2 separate regions of the Ostrinia nubilalis genome follow, and region 1 is linked to region 2. A link is a contact called in public Hi-C data. All regions are on one chromosome and are shown on one strand. Each heading gives the region's core, a stretch centred on a gene start, on an enhancer-like site or on the middle of the called end of the contact. The rest is flanking DNA. Distances are from core to core; before and after follow the strand shown.

Region 1 (2,835 bases), core at 200-2,699, 560 kb before region 2:
ATGTGCACCTCTAGTGTCTAAAGGCATAGCAATGAATAGGAGAGCGGCAGATACAAAAAAATCCTCTATGTATCATGATTAATGCCATTGCTAAGTGATTTAGTAGCTATTATGTAGAACAGGAGGTCCTGGGTTCAACTACCTGCTAGGAGACAAAGTTAAAGTTCTTTGTGCAATGAAGTAAACATAATAAAATGTCAAGTTGGTTTTGCTTTGTCAAATTCTTATTTATTGCTCATAGTCTCACATTTTATTAATTCTTGTTAGACATAATTTCTTTTATTGCCTTAGTTATTATGCTAATTATTTGGTATTTAATTCAAAAAAGTTATTTGAACTGGGTGAAATACAGTTATTTTATTTGTTAGCAACTTACGTTTCTCCTGTTCCATAGAAATATACAAAATATTTCTTGCCATTCAGTCTTTGTACCTGAAACAAAAAATTTATTTATCAATCGAAAAGTTCAACATTATGAATTATAAATTAATACGAATAAAATGTTACCTACTTATGGTGCATCATACTAGAATAAATTTATTCTAAGGTTTGTTCTAAAACTAATTATTTTATTCATGAAAACTAGTAATTATCATTTTACATTATGTATTTACATATTTTTTCTAAATACTTTGAGTAGATGCTCATTATTGTTTAAAATACTAGGGATTTAAAATCAAACATATTCCAACAAAGAACTAAATTAGCATTTTAGTTTTTCAGTACAAAATTGGTTACAAGATGGCTGTAACAGTGATAACTGTTAAAGTTTTCAACAACATCGAATGTAGTTAATGTATTCGCAAACTGAGCACTGATAACATGTTAGATATTGTTAAACGATGCAGGGTAAGCGCACTGAGTGGGCGACGCGTTGGCAAATGGGTCCACAATGTTAATGTACATTTCTTGGTTTTATTGTAAGAGAAACTGGCTTTTGGATGGTTTAACAGGATCGTGGGGAACTGTGATGAGTTTAGAAGCTTGAAATGCTCACAATTTCACAAGCAATGCCACAAAATTCGGATGGAAAGCATCACTCAAATATGTCTTCCCGCGCTCATCCAATTAGAATTCATTACAGCGTTTTTGCAAGTTAGATTGCTCGTTACAAGCCCTGATAGCACTCACCCTGGCTGGCCATGCTGGATACCCTTTAACTTTGGCGAAAATGAAGTCTCCAGACTTGTATTCTCTCACTTTTTTTCCCATTTTGATAGAATGCCGCAAATCAAATAGCAAACGCTTCAGACGATACCAACACCGTAGCGCTAAATGGCTGGAATTTCAAAACACCACAGTTGTTTATTCACACAGTAATCGTCTATCCGTTAATAATATTATGTTGTATTATTCAGCGAAAATAACTAAAGACGCCAAGATAAGAAATAACCTTAAAAATCTTACCGCGGCAAAGGAATGACGGAAAAGAAATAAACATGGCGTTCCTCGGTGTTGCCATCACAGATTAGAGAGTATGGTTGCCATTTGATTGTATTTTTTTTTGTTTAACCCTTAAAATGCTTATTTTGTTTACGATTTACGGTTTTTGTGGGAGAAGCAGATTAGAACATCACTGTCGACATAAGTTTCTAGTCTATGGTATTAATGGTAATTTATTTTTCAGTTGGCAACACAGTTACAATGAGCGGTCGTGTCAGTCGAATGCTTCGGGCGAGCGTTTTCGCGTAAACTAATTGATTTCTTCTAATTAAATTATAGTGAATCATTGTGCTAGCGATGCAAGTGTGATGTGAGCCATGAGAATTAATATTGTGCATACATTGAATCGAGAGACTTCAAAATAGGGGGTGTAACAGGAAAACAAAAATGGCCTCGGGGGACAGTGATCATATCGAAGTTATGGATAGCACAGTCCCCAAAAAGACTGAAAGCGCAACCGGGCCATCGGGCTCCGAGGACGATGGTAGTGTACTTCTAAATCTAATAATACAACATCGGTTATACAACATACCAATGGCATAATCGTATTTCTCGGTCGAACATCTCGGATCAACCTAGTTGCTTATTTGTGCTCTTTCCATTTTCAGACCGCGATAAAGCCTCGATCGCTGAAAAAAATGCACCATACGACGTAAGTGAATGTTATTTTGTTTATGTACGTTGGTAATTTCATTCATAGTTCGCGAGAACATTTTGTTAGTTGGAGAAAGTAATAAATTGAATGCCTCAGCGGCTATCCGTTTAAATATGCAAGTTTTGTTCACTTGTACTGTTGAGAAATTGCTAGATAACGCGGGGATGACCACGGCGCGTCTGTGTACGCCTGTATGTATGTGTATGGTTGTTCTGTGGCCCAGTTATAGGCTACAATCATGAATGGTTTGTGGTATGATGTCAGTTAGTATGTTTTACTCCCACTTTTGCATGAAACTTTTTGTTTGTGTTATAATTTATTTTGTTTTCATAATCACATCAAATAATAAGGGTTTTTTAAAGTATAAATTACTTTAATACAGAGATATCTTTGTAAAACAGGTAGAGATTTAGTCAAAAACTCATCTTTCTTTTTATATTCAGGGTCATGGACATTTATTTGACATCAAATAGGTACCTACTACTGTAGTAAATATAAAGTTATCACCATAGAACTTGCTTGTTTCAAGGCTTTTCAACCTAAGAAGGTTAAAACAATGGTGGGATAGTTAAAACATCATCATCATCATCAACAGCCCTTTACAGTCCACTGCTGGACTATGAGCCTCCTCCACTATAGTGGAGGGTTTTGCCATAATCTCCACGCTAGGCAGGCGGGTTGGAGATCGCAGTTTAAAAGATTGATGTGTTTCAGAGAGCGCTGCTGCCCATTCTCTG
Region 2 (2,997 bases), core at 44-2,543:
ATACAAGTGAGCATTAAGAGTGTGAAAATATTTATCCCTTGTTTAGATTAATAAGCCAAATCATTATGGTCATTTAGGCCCAGAACAGACGGTGAAACGCAACTGGAACGAAACTGCAACTGCTAGTACTTTTGAGTTGCATCTAAGTTTCTGCCATAGCATCCGTTGAGAGACCACACATGACGCGACCAGTTTGAAACTTTCAGTTTCAGTTTCATTCATAAGAATCATCAGAAAGTTGCAGTTTCGTTGCAGTTGCGTTTCACCATCTGTTCTGGGCCTTAGTCTCTGCAGGAGCACATCTCTCTCTAGCAGAGCAATGAAGATTTGGTCCAAATTCCCAACATTGGCCATATTGCAACACAAAAATCTTATAATTAAGCCTTGAATTTTATGTAATTCAATGCCTGATTGAGCTATTGATTTACACTTTTAGGCTTACACTTGTGTGTTTTAATTCACTTCATTGATAACAATTTAAATACAATAAAATAATCTTATTTCTAATCACAATATAATAAACAAACTAGATTGCCACTTATCCTGTGAATCAAATATGATTCACACTGTAATTTATATCTGTATATTTTATCAGAGTAAAGAAAGTGAATTATGTTTTCTAAAATATGGAAGAAATTTTTAGAAACACAACTGATATGAAGTTGATCCCAATAAAAACTATAATCAAACTTGGTGTTACAGACTACCAAATAATACACTTGTTTTCTGTTCACACTTAAGTACATTATGAGAAGATAATAAGCATAGTATTTTCATGTTCTATAGCTAGAAAACCTACAATATTCACTCTTAAATTCAGCATAGTAGGCAAGAATGGCCATTACATGACTGCAGTTATTGAAATTAGTGGGGTCGGAGTTCAAAGTGTTGTGATTTGCATACTCTTTGCATTGATCCAACACTTCACACATACTATGCAGTTGTATGTTAGTAAACTGAAATTTAAGCTGAAAATCCTTTTGTAACCGTCTTGTAGATCAATATTTCTTATCAGATATGTAAAGCATGTACTAAGGCTGTGTATTGAGTGAATTGAGTCGTAAATTAAAGCCTATATGCGTTTTATTAGAAGTTAATGGGTAAAACTATAACAGATCTATACACTGTGCGTAGTAAGCAGTATCGTTTGTTCAGACGGTTTTAATAGGAACAAAAAGTTACCTGGATAGTTTACTGACTCGGCAATAACAAGAACATAAGCACAACAACAAATAATTAATTTATAACGCCGAAAACTATTTTCGCCACGAAATCATTGCCGTTTTGTCATACATGAACTGTCAATTTTTTGACAATGTCATTGTTTTTCTTTTTTTTAATATTAACTATCATGCAGACAACACAATTTTATCCAGGACCAAAAGCAAAAAATACACAAGAAAATTAAAATGATGGCTCGTAATTTACCGGCAATGCCCCTGATTGTTATAATTCGATTGTTAAAATAAATCGTATTAAGTACGTGTTCAGTCAGTTTGAGTTTGGATAAAGTTAAGGGTTAAGGGTAAAGTGTGTTGGCATTACTGGCAACATTATTGAATGAATGGTCATAGACAAAATATGCGAGGAACGAATGAACGACGACCGCTTGTCTCATTTCCTGCCCATTCACTCATTATTTTTCTCTTTCACTCTTTGAATTTTCAATCGAGTCCACCACGAGAGATGCTGAAAATTATAAAAACTATAGTTGTGTGAAGTCTTCAGCCGATCGATGCAGCTAAATTGGCCGGGCAGTAGGCACTAGGAACTATAATCATGGGGCCTGACCGCTACTTAGTGGAGGTCCTCCACTATCGGAGCCCCCATTTGATATGGGTTGAAGTAGTCTCAGAAAATAAAGAATACAACTACGAACAACTAGGAATATACGGTATTCTACCCTTTGAAAATACTATAGACTTGGAGAGCGGTAAAGAAAGCACCGTTTATCAGCGATGTCGAGATTGGGTGCCGGCTGTAACTTTAATGATGCAGGAAACGTTTGCTGACGCTAAGGAAGTATGGTTTTGCCCGACACACATAGATCGCAGGTAGGTTGAAAACATTGATAATACTTTTTCAATAATGCCGGATTGATTGAAATAATGGTCTATCGATTATTAGGAGCTTCTACAGCTACCAAAATAAAATATTTTTTTAGTACTTTTTGTCATTTTGTGTTCTTTGCGTATCCATAAAATTCATCCATTGATGTAGCTGCGCGAAAGACATGCTTATTATTATAATCTAATGATTATAGTTTGTCCAACATCACTGTTCTTTTACAATAATTAAAGTTGTTGCAAATCACAGGCGAGAGAGCTTTACATGTGTGGTGGCTCTCTACTGTTCATTCTTCAAAAGTTTTGATTACACTACGTTATGTGCATATAAATAAACATACACACACAAGTAAAGCTCACTCGCCTTCGTCCGTTGCAAGAACTATTCCTAAAGATAATATTTCCCAAAAAAAGGTAACTACAATCTCATTATAGCTACTGATTATTTAATTTCTCTTTTTATTAAAAATCACCAATTTTTCACATGGTGTGAAAATTTTTATTTTATTTTAGGATAAATTTTTGATGTATTGAATTTTATGTAGTTTAAAAGACAAATAAGCTTATTTATTGTTAATTGAATATAAAAAAAAGATATTTAATTTACATAAAATATGTTTCTGAGAGCGAATTTGCAAAAATTTGCATGAAACTAGGTTATGAAAATTTATTCACTTTAAGTTTTCAGCAAAACTACATTGAAACATTTCAATATCCTTTTTTTCTTACTAAACTAGTGGCTCACTTTAAACTTCACATGGGTAGATAAATAAATACCTTAAGGTCCAGAACATATGGTGAAACGCAATTGCAACGAAACTGCAACTTCTAGTTACTTTTGAGTTGCATCTAAGTTTCTGCCATAGATTCCGTTGAAAGACCACACATGACGCGACCAGTTTGAAACCGGTTGGAAATGGTCGCGTCATGT

What was found. Hi-C and Micro-C count contacts between places; a contact is called where the count stands out from the background.
Region 1: a Hi-C map of whole larva shows a contact between it and region 2, with 10 times the contacts expected there. The contact joins the promoter of LOC135085025 here to the promoter of LOC135084789 in region 2. A contact is called at or near these places in 2 of 5 Hi-C or Micro-C datasets (whole body and whole larva).

Annotation. Positions count from the first base shown.
Region 1 is chr27:3,561,782-3,564,616 of ilOstNubi1.1, reverse strand. LOC135085025 (myb-like protein X) reads right to left here and starts at 1,449. Exons shown (of 17, transcript XM_063979807.1): 1 at 1,408-1,449; 2 at 1,132-1,279; 3 at 377-432. The coding sequence starts at 1,212. LOC135084746 reads left to right here and starts at 1,641. Exons shown (of 19, transcript XM_063979485.1): 1 at 1,641-1,927; 2 at 2,052-2,095. The coding sequence starts at 1,831.
Region 2 is chr27:3,000,824-3,003,820 of ilOstNubi1.1, reverse strand. LOC135084789 (dymeclin) reads right to left here and starts at 1,293. Exons shown (of 25, transcript XM_063979527.1): 1 at 1,183-1,293. LOC135084852 (putative ATP-dependent RNA helicase TDRD12) reads left to right here and starts at 1,679. Exons shown (of 3, transcript XM_063979588.1): 1 at 1,679-2,054. The coding sequence starts at 1,780.